Linked DNA regions of Mus musculus: region 1 is linked to region 2. Evidence: chromatin contacts called from public Hi-C data. All regions are on one chromosome and are shown on one strand. Each heading gives the region's core, a stretch centred on a gene start, on an enhancer-like site or on the middle of the called end of the contact. The rest is flanking DNA. Distances are from core to core; before and after follow the strand shown. Region 1 has its middle 22 kb from the start of Rgcc. Region 2 holds the start of Vwa8 (von Willebrand factor A domain containing 8).

Region 1 (5,385 bases), core at 2,172-4,671, 480 kb after region 2:
TGAGCGGCCTTCTTATGGTCCCCTAGCCAGCCAGGTCCCTGGCCTGCCACAGTGCTGAATTAACCCTTAAGACAAGAGACAAGGGCCTGTCTCCACCTAGAGGTAGATTCTGCTCTCGACACCGCTAGGCCCAGGAACTAAAAGGTGCAATGGACTCTACGGGCTTAGAATGAAAAGCGTAGGAGGGATCCTATAATTATTTTAGAGAGCAGAGGAGTACACAATAAATAGTTTTTAAGGGCGAGGACTCCCCCACAGACACCCCAGGAAAGTTGGATCCCGTAACCCAGATTTTCAATATTTTTGTGTTTTTTGTTGTTGTTGTTGTTGTTTGTTTTGTTCTTTTGTTTCAGTTCTAGGGCTGGACCCCAGGGCTCACATGGGAGACCAGAGTGCCACACCTAAGCTGCACCACACACACACACACACACACACATCCCTGGTCTCACATATGTTTCTTTTATATAGAAACCTAATGCACTAAGTCTTATGCTGACTCCATTTTTTTTAAAATAGGATGTTTTTGAGGGAATAAACTGTGACCACCCCCAAAAGATACCGGTATTGACTCTTCAAGGGGCTCTGAGCAGAGTGATCATGGAAGATGTATGGCTAGCCTGCACTGTCTCTGTGTGGCAGGGTCAGCTTTGAGAGAAGCACCTCACACACTCCCTCATGACAGTGCCCTCTTTCCTTCCAGGCACTGGTCCGATGAGCATTTTGAATTTCTTTGGCACCCACTGGCATCTCTGCCTCATATTTCACAGGCTATATTCTGCACGTATATTTCTTAAAACAGATGGACTGGTCTAGGCCCACAGTGGACTGGCGTATTTGTGGCTATGAGTACCACAGCAGAGAATGTCCCAGGCATGGATGAGTACAGACTGTTTCCAAAGGTGCTGAAGGCTGCCCGAGGAGCCAGGCTCCAGTTCCCTTCTTGGTGTGCGGGGTATTTCTGTACTGTCTTCATGAAGCACATATACAGCTTTTACAGCTCCATTCCTCTTTCTTAAATCACTGTATTGGATAAACCTCACAGAAATCCCACTCATTTGATGCTCTCTCTCTCTCTCTCTCTCTCTCTCTCTCTCTCTCTGTGTGTGTGTGTGTGTGTGTGTGTGTATGTCACAGCATGCATGAGGTCCTCAGGGAATAATTTGCAAGGGTAAGTTCTCTACTTCAACTATGTGGGTTCCAAGGATCCAACTCAAGGCCACCACACTTGGTGACAAGCACCTTCACCTGCTGAGCCCTCTTGCTGGCCCCATCTTTAGGAAAACTTCAAGCCTGTAGAAGAAAGTCCACTCCATCGACATTTCCTCCCCATCCTTTCCGCATGCACACACACCCAGCTCTTAAAAGCCATCGGTTGACCCCATCTCTGTGAGTTGTCTCTCCTGGACATTTCCTAGCCTGGAGTTAGACAAGTTGGCACTTCTTTCCTTTGAGTCCCCAAGGTTCGTCCATTCTGGAGCGTGTGCCAGCACCTCAGCTTTTCAATGCCAGATAACATCTCCACTGTAGAGATGTGCACAACTTACTGAGCTGCTCAGCCGCTGTTGGGAAAATTACTTTTCTTTTTCTTTTGGTTGTTACAAGTAGTGCTGTTGTGAACAACTGTGTGGAGCTGGAATCTCATCTTTTTAGGAATGGAGTTGCTTAATGTGAGGTTTGAACAACAGTGGTCCCTGTGGGGGTTTGAATAGGAATGGTCACCCCAGAGGCTCATGTGTTTGAATGCTTGACCCATAAGAGTGGCACTACTGGGGCTGGAGAGATGGCTCAGTGGTTAAGAGCACTGACTGCTCTTCCGAAGCTTCTGAGTTCAAATCCCAACAACCACACGGTGGCTCACAAGCATCCATAGTGAGATCTGATGCCCTCTTCTTCACTGTGTCTGAAGACAGCTACAGTGTATTTACATATAATAAATAAAGAAATAAATCTTTTCTAAAAACGAGAAAGATTTTTTAAAAATGAGTGGCACTATTAGGAGGTGTGGCCTTGTTGGAGGAAGTGTGTCACTCTACGGGTGGGCTTTGAGGTCTCCTATGCTCAAGCTACACCTAGTGTGGTACACAGTCTCTCCTTGCTGCCTTCATTATAAAGATGCAGAACTCTCAGCTCCTTCTCCAGCAGCATGTCTGCTTGTATGCCACCAAGTTTCCATGTGTCACTGGGGGCCTTTGAGGTTTCAAAATCCCAGGCCATTTCCAGTTAGCATTCTTTTTGTTGTTGTTGTTTTTGGTTTTTGGTTTTTTGGTTTTTTCAAGACAGGGTTTGGAGTGTTTATACTAGAAAGCCAATAAATTCTCCTTATCAAACACAATTCTCCCTTATTAAAAATGTTCACAATTGGGGGCTGGAGAGATGGCTCAGGGGTTGACAGCACTGACTGCTCTCCCAGAGGTCCTGAGTTCAATTCCCAGCAACCACATGGTGGCTCACAACCATCTGTAGTGAGATCTGATGCCCTCTTCTGGTGTATCTGAAGACAGCTACAGTGTACTCGTACACATAAAATAAATAAATCTTTTAAAAATAAATGCGCACAATTGACTTTCAGCAAATATTACCCCATTCCTGTTGGTACTCCCCCTTAACATAAACAAGCATATCTTGGGAAGTGGCAGACCAAACCATCACATGACAGCTTGGGAGGAGTGGAAGCTGTGGCCTGCTGCCTTGGGACTTCATCCTTTTCTGCTCCAAGCCCCTATTCTGACCTCCCCCTTTCTATCTCCTCCCAACTCAGCCAGGTATAATCACATCTCCTCTACTCTTTTTTTTCCCCATCAACATTTCTAATTATATATTTAAGGGTGAATAATTATGAAACAGTTGCTGTGGACAGGAGATGGAGTGTGCATGCACCAACATACACACACACACACACACACACACACACACACACACACATGCTAGAGGCCACAGACTCTCTGAAATAAAATGGTTTAAGGAGCTGTTGTAGACACTAGCAAGAAAAGCGCTGCATCCTGGGACCCCCAAGCGCCAGCAGAAGGAGCAGCAGGCTTTCGGAGTGTTGGGCAGTGTCCACTGAACAAGAACTAAGCATTGTGATTTAATGAACAGTTGGAGAGGGAAGTTGTCTGTTCCGACCTAGTTTCCCCGTGGACATGGATGGAGCAGCGTATAAAGCCGGCAGACTTGGAGGGAAGGTGGCTAGGGCAGTAATGAAACTTTAACTTTAGGTTTTACCTTTCAAATCGCCAGAATACTATTCCCACCTTGCCAGCTGATCAACTTTCCTCACCTCTGCTCCCCTCCAGTCTCCAATGCTTGAAGCTCAACTCAAGACAGCTTGGAATTCTGCCCAAGGCTCTACAGCACAGTGTTTGTATTGAGCTCATTGCTAATCAGAACCCTCCCGCTGGACTTGGGCATTATGTACTGAAAAGGTAGGCTTTGTCTGTGATCTCAACACACTGGTGAGAAGTAGGAGATTCTGCATGAAGGAATAACTAACAGCAGGTCCCTTGTGCTTCGAACACTACAGAGGACCCATAGGGAGAGAAAACAGCAGACTAGAAAGTCAGTGTCTCTGGACCTTTGCTTCTACACAGGAGTCTGAGTTTTCTTTCTTTCTCTCTTTTGTTCATTCCTGAATTTGCAAATACTATATATATATATGTGTATATATATATATATATATATATATATACACATATATATATATATATGCAAGGCTCGAAGCCCTGGCTTACATTTTCCAAGTTGTATCCAGTTTCCATGAGCTTGTTTTGAGATTGTCTTTCTATGTCGCACTGGCAGTTGTGGAGCTCTTGATGTAGAACAGAGATCCTTCTGCCCCCTCCCCCACCCCCACCCCCCACCCCTTCCCCCGTGCTGGGATCAAAGGCATGCACCACTATGCTCGGCTAATGTTTGTAGTATAAGCCCAGGAGTCCCAATGTTTGGTATATACAGATTTACAAGTATCACACCTTCTTGATGGACTTCTCCTTTTATTAGTATAATATGGAAGAAATCAGAACATGGTTGGGGGCAGGCAGGCAAGAGAGATAAAGAACAACACAAAATAAAAATACGTACGTACAAAAATGTCACAGTGAAACCAGCCCATGCCTTTGTATGATAACCAAAAGAATAGAAGGCAACAAATAAATAGAATTCTCTGAAATACCTTTGAAAGAGCCAAATGGATGTTTCAACTCAACAAATGGATTTACATACCAGGCAGTGTTCTGTACATGGGATGAATGCATGACACAAAATTACTCCTAATTAAGTCAACTGCGAAATGTCGACAACAATTTTGGCCCTGGTGGTGTTTTCTGGTCCACAGCACCTACAAACCTTGAAACCTCCCAGATGATGCTTTGGAACCAAGTCCTAATGAGGTGACTGGTGACTGAGGATCTTGTAGAGCCTCAAATTGGGGCTGGTGTTAGAGAAAGCCAATGACAGGGTCAGACGGCTCGGGTTTTGACCCCAGACCATCCCATCTGCAAGGAGCCTAAATATAGGCTTGATTGCTCCTGGCCAATTTTCAGTCTACCATACCTAATGTATTCTCCATTACAGCCAGGCTGAGGGCCTTCTAGGTTCCCATAATCCTCTGGAAGTGTTAGCAGAGCGAAGCACCCAAACTCATGAAAGCGATGTCTCCACCCTCACCTCTTCCCATCTGACTGAACACCTGCATCCTTTCTAATATTCTATAAGAAACAAGTTAGTAGTCGGGTGTGGTGGCGCACGCCTTTAATCCCAGCACTCGGGAGGCAGAGGCAGGTGGATTTCTGAGTTCCAGGCCAGCCTGGTCTACAAAGTGAGTTCCAGGACAGCCAGGGCTATACAGAGAAACCCTGCCTCAAAAAAACAAAAAGAAAAGAAAAGAAAAGAAAAGAAAAGAAAAGAAAAGAAGAGAAGAGAAAAGAAAAGAAAAGAAAAGAAAAGAAAAGAAAAGAAAAGAAAAGAAAAGAAACAAGTTAGTGCATGCTTCCCTGAGCTCTAGGACCGTTCTAACAAATGATCCAACTGGAGGAGAGGACCACAAGGATTTCCAGCCAGTCAGTCAGAGGCACTGAATACCTAGACTTCAGCCGTCTTGTGGGACTGGAGCCCTTAACCTGTGGGAGCTGATGTTACTAAGTTCAGGCAGACACAGTCAGAATTGACATGAAGTATAAGACACCCAGCTAGTATCAGGGACCTGGTCTTTGTTAGGGGAAAAATACACAAATGTTTGTTGACAGAGTGTTCTGGGTTGAGTGTTAAGAAACAAACCAATCCGTCTTACCCTGTATGACTTATTCTGGGATGGTACCAGTGAGGTAACCAAAATGAGCCTTCCAGTTTGAAAACATGACAGAATCTTGTTTCCTAGAAAATATGCTGACA
Region 2 (5,456 bases), core at 2,645-5,144:
ACTGGGTAAGAGGGAAAGAAGGTTAGAGAGGAAAGGGGTCATAGACTTCTTTAGACTACTTCCTGCTGATTAAGGATGGTGGGCTCCTTGGGAGCAAGTCTGATCTTTGGTCATCAAGATAACCAATTTTTCCTTCTTGTGACTTTGCTCATGACCACAGGCCCTCATGAGGTTCTCCCATTTATATTCTGTCCAGATTCCCCAGAATTAAACTCTCTGCTGCTAGTGCACTAAGCAAATCATAATCACCTACTGTGAAGCAGCCTCTTATCCCCACCAGGGATTAAACAAAAACATATTCACATAACATAACTGAGTTTTGTTTTTTTGTTTTTTACATTGAGGCGATCCATTTTGACTGCATATATATGTAAAATTTCTTTCCCAGAATTTTATGTTTGTCCAAATACAAAATATAAGAAAATAAAACTAGTTTATAACAGCTGGGCATGGTGGTCTACACCTTTAATCCCAGCACTATGGAGGTAGAGGCAGGTGGTTCTCTGTGAGTTTGAAATTAGCCTGGTCTACAAAGTGAGTTCCAGAACAGCTAGTACTGTTTTACAGAGAAATCCTATCTCAAAAAACGTAATTAACTAACTAACTAACTAACTAACTAACTAACTAAATAAATAAATAAAGATAATAATATGTAGTTCTTTTTTTTAGCAATATCTGATATAGAAATGAATCTGTGTGGTTCAAATGATGTTGACATCATGCTTCCAATTCTCTTTCTGGATATAACAGAACAGTTTTTTTCTTAACTCATATGATATTTCCTCTTACTGTATACATCACAACTTCCTGTAAACTGACATGATGTCTTAATTTCAGTTTTTTAAAAAGTTGTATTTTATTGGTTTATTTGTGCATATGTGTGTGTGTGTGCAAGTGTGCGCAAGTGTGCGCAAGTGTGTGTGTGTGTGTGTGTGTGTGTACTATGATTTATGTATAAAGGTCACAAGACAAATCGTAAGTAGAAATCTGTTCTTCCATCATGTAGGCTCCGGGGATCAAATTTAGGTTATCATGACTGGCACCAAGTGTGTTTACCTATCGAGCTACTTCATAGGTCTTCAGTGTGTTCTTAAAATTCAGTTATAATATATAGTATGTCTCTTGTATTTTTAATATAAATAACCAGGAACAAATTCTCTGACTGAATATTCTGAAAAGGCATATGGATCTACTAATGTACATCCTGGAAGAACAAGTTCAAACATTGCATTCTCTGTGAAGCCTCACTGGCCTTTCCTAGGTGTAGTATTGTTTGAGAGCCTTGAGCCTGCATCTTACACACATCAGTCTGTGTACATGTGTTGGTATGCCTGCTTTCTGCATTTGATGTGATTTCATTGTCTAACAGTAAATGGCTGAATGTGCTACAGTGTCTCAATCTATGCCATGCTGTAGTAGGCAAGCCTGTGGGTGCATTTTCTTAATCAGTGATTGATGTGTGAGGCCCACACGGGTAAGGCCTCCCCTGGGCTGGTGGTCCTGGGGTTTGTAAGAAAACAGGCTGAGGAAGTCAGGGGAAGGAAATGAATAAGCAACATCATGGCCTCTGAATCAGCTCCTGCCTCTGGGCTCCTGTCCTATTTGAGTTCCTGTCCTGACTTCCCTCAGTGACCTATGATAGTTACCTGGAAGTGTAAGCTGAAAAAAATCCTCCCCCACATCACCCCTGCAAACTCTCTTCTGGTGATGGTGTTTCACCAGAGAAATAGTAACTCTAACTGAAATAGTTAGGTAATAGTACCTCCTATTTGTGAATTGTGTCAAATAAGATTGTTAATTAAAGTGTTTAGCACAATCTCATGACATAGAGTATGTGCTCTGCATGAGTCAAGTCTCCCTAGAACAGGATGAATTGAATGAATATATGTTTCACAAAGGTGTTTAGTTTCCCCAGTAGGAACTGGGAAATCCAATATTGGTTGTCTGTACATTAGAGAGGTGGAGAACCTGGTAGCTGCATAGTCCACAAGGCTGGGTTCTTCAGCATTCTCTGCTGGTGGTGGAGGTTTCGAGGTCTCCTTTCAAGCCACTTCGTCTTCAGTCTCTGTTTGAGAATTGGATTCTCATGGCAGTGAATTATGATCCTCATCAGCCAGAGGCAGAGACAGGCAAGCAAGAGAAAGGCTTTTCCCTCCAACTCTTTCTTTTTAAGTTTCCTCAGGAAGGTACTGCACATGCTGGGTGGGAGAGTCTTCCCCTTTGAATTACTGCTTCCTTGAAATGCCCTCATAGACAGGTCAGAGCCTTGTCTTTTAGTCAAATCCAGACCTAATCTACTTGACTGTAACAATGGTCAACTATCTCAGGCTCAAAGGAGGAAAAGCAATTTGTAAATTTCTATGCTGCTTGCATGTTTGCCATTAACCCAATTCACATAGGGATTAAAAAAGAAAAGAAAAGGAAAAAAAGAACAACAACAACAACAACAAAAAGAAAATAAAAAGAGGATATGACTCCTCCTGGGTAAGAGGGTGGAGAAGGTGCATTATAGATGTGAGGGAGAAAACACAGAGGCAGAGGCATCTATCTGGCAGGGTTCAGAGTGAAAATGAACACCTGAGTGAGGGTGGTGTGTGTGTGTGTGTGTGTGTGTGTGTGTAGAGGGGAAGCTGGGAGAGGAGAGAGCCAGGATCCAGGAAGCCAGACCAGGAGACCAAAAGAGGACCAGAGTAGTCAAAGAGGCTGGATTGTAGATGGAAGAGCAGCTTGGGGGAAAGATAGTACTGCCTCTGGGTTGGAGAGTTCAGAGTAGGGGACTGAGTGCCTCTACCAGGAGGATCCTGTAACAGGTGGGAATGGAGAGATAGGAGGAGGATCTAGTGGCTAGTACCAGCTTTGATGTGTTAACAGGGACCTCTGTTAGCTTTTATCTGTTAACTGGCACCTCCTATAGCTGGTTGTCTCAGATTTGAGGCCTAACAGGTGTGGTTGTGAAATAGTGAGAATCTATCCATGTAATAATTATGCTGTTTTGACATCTTTAATGTTCACTCCTTTATTTTCGATTTCTCCAAACTAGTTTAAATTATTTCTCTGCCACCTCCATTTACTTCTAAGTTTAGTTCCTCGGGAAGTTTAAGTGCCTGGGAGGTGGGTGCTTAATATGGATGTAAGATACAGGTAGGTCTAGAATTGGCAAGGCCATTCTCTGAGAGCCAGGCCTGCATCTTGTTTGTTTGATTTCATTGTGCAGAACTTCATTAAAACTTTTTGCTTTGGTTAATTCACTCTTGACATTTTGGGGAGGCAGCCTAATTACATTAGACTTTGTTTGCTTTATGGAAGACTGCTGCTGCTTTTGGAATGCATGGTAGGGAGGGAGCCTTAGTCAAGTGTCCTACTTTTTCCTCACTAAAGACATAAATTATGTTTATATAACCCTTGCCTTGTAGCCTGACTGGATCCTTCTGGTAGTTGAACGTTTTTTCATTCACCATTATAGTGTAACATTTCCTCTTGCAGTTTAGAAGATGATAAAACAGGAGCGGCAAAGGAAGGCTAAACTGAAGCTTTCAATGCCTGTGGTGTGGAAACCCTGGGAAGATGACAACGAATTAAAATAGGTGAAGTTCCAGAATCTCTTGAATATTTTCTCCATTCTGAAAAAAGATCCGAAGCAGTATCGAGGGGAAAGCCCACAGTGCATCATAACACAGTAGGCTAGCAGCCAAGAAAGAAACAGGGCATACGCTCAACTGTGCTAAAGGTCTTTGGCATCTCCCCAGCTCCGGGCGTCCCTGGGGCGACCACGCCTGGGGCGGCGCGCCGGGCTCCGGTAGCCGATCCTACCGGCTGGCGCTCGGCCTGCCCTCCGCCCCGGGCCGGGCCCATCCCGCAGAGCCCGGCGAGCCGGGGGAAGGAGTTTCCGGCGGACCCGCCTCCCTGCCGCTTCCTGTCCCGCTCGCCGATCGCCTCCTGCCCGGTCCAGGGACTGTGCTTGTCCGAAGCCCCTGGAGGTCCCACGCATGCCTCCTGCACCATGCAGTCACGCCTCCTCCTCCTAGGAGCCCCGGGCGGCCTTGGGGACGTGGCCTCCCGGCGAGTGCGGCTGCTCTTGCGGCAGGTGTTGCGGGGCAGGCCGGGCGGGGACCAGCAGCGGCTGGAGGTCAGGCTGCTGCACTCTGGGGCGACCGACTCAGGTAACTGGGCCCTCCGCCTTCGCTGCCGCTGCCCTCGCTGCTTTGTGATGTGGGGCAAGGCGCTGGCGCCCCCTGGGCTCCACTCTGAAACCTTAGGGGTCCGGACTAAGGTCTCTGATGCCTAGGAACACAGTTTTCTCCCACTGGAGATTTTTGTACAAGAATCCTCACGTAGACTCTAGGACACTGAGAGGTTTATGCTGCAGCCTTTGGGGGCTGTTAAGACTCGTGCTTGACCTTGACCTTTGACTCCCGAGGGCTTGGTTTTGTGTCATGAGCCAAGTAGGGCTCGTGATGGCATAGACACGTGTACAATCTTGCTGGAGAACCTGTGCCCATGTTCCTTCCCAATTTTAACAGAAGACTCGGTTTCAAGCACTCTTAGAACTGAAAGTCATCGCTTTAGTTAAAACCCTATACTATAGTCGGAATGAATGAGTCCCAAAAAAGAGGGAAACAAAAAAAAAAAGTGCCTCGCTGAGGATCACAAGGTGAAATTGCGATTCAAAACTTGCCTGTCCTCGATTATAGCTTCTAGAGCATGTACTTGCTTTCCACTCTGTTACTCAGTTTTCATCTGCGTGACAACATTAAAACACACACACACACACACACACACACACACACACACACACACACACACACAGAGCAGCCTAAAACAAGGGAAGATTTCTTGGCTGGAAGTTACAGATGTTTCAGTGTATGCTTAATACTTTAATCACTGTGGCCTGTGGTGAGGCAGAAATTCGTGATGACAAGAGGACTTAGCAGAGGGAAGCTGCTCTCTCAGGGAGGCAGAGAGAGAGGAATCGGGGATAAGACCTACTTTTCAAAGAATCTACTTTGTCTCACTAGGTTCACCTCCTTGTGTGTGTCATCTCCAGATAGTATCATCTCATCTAATAAATCCATCATTTCACCAGTCCAGATGATAATACACTCTTATCAGAGAAGGCAGATGTCAAGGGTAGAATGTGGTACAATCTGACAGGCTTTGAGGTTGAGCAGTTTTGGGTAGACTCCGTTTGTTTGTTTGTTTGTTTGTTTGTTTATTTATTTATTTATTTATACTCTCTAGCTAACTATAAGAGCCATGAGTCAGCAGATAGAACATTTAATTGAAAAGAGGTTTTTAAAAAAATGAAAAAAAATTTGTTTTGTACTGATATGCCTCACTACAACAAGGGGCACTGAAACTGAGAACTTGTGTATTCACCAGAGACCTGGGCACATGTAAGAGCCCTCATGACAGAGTGAAAGATTAACTCTTGGCTATCCAGACTCCTAAGGTTAGGG

The links. Hi-C and Micro-C count contacts between places; a contact is called where the count stands out from the background.
Region 1: a Hi-C map of Sertoli cells shows a contact between it and region 2, with 2.7 times the contacts expected there. The contact joins the enhancer-like site here to the promoter of Vwa8 in region 2. A contact is called at or near these places in 10 of 39 promoter capture datasets (the 3T3-L1 cell line, the C10 cell line, the HPC-7 cell line and 5 more), 2 of 15 datasets of contacts at CTCF or cohesin (large pre-B cells and pro-B cells), 13 of 484 Hi-C or Micro-C datasets (Sertoli cells, Th1 cells, Th2 cells and 3 more), 9 of 115 datasets of contacts at active chromatin or transcription factors (the NIH/3T3 cell line, astrocytes, bone marrow-derived macrophages and 5 more) and 2 of 9 other capture datasets (embryonic stem cells and pancreatic islet).

What each region holds. Positions count from the first base shown.
Region 1 is chr14:79,321,295-79,326,679 of GRCm38.p6, forward strand. No RefSeq gene overlaps it. Among named protein-coding and RNA genes, the nearest start is that of Rgcc, 22 kb to the left of the region's middle. Within about 2 kb of position 3,422, at least 6 of the 459 cell types and tissues checked have an H3K27ac peak or open chromatin away from gene starts, as enhancers often do. A contact at or near this core is called in Sertoli cells, where this site is marked.
Region 2 is chr14:78,845,284-78,850,739 of GRCm38.p6, forward strand. It overlaps Vwa8 (von Willebrand factor A domain containing 8), which reads left to right and starts at 3,895. Exons shown (of 45, transcript NM_027906.1): 1 at 3,895-4,160. The coding sequence starts at 4,001.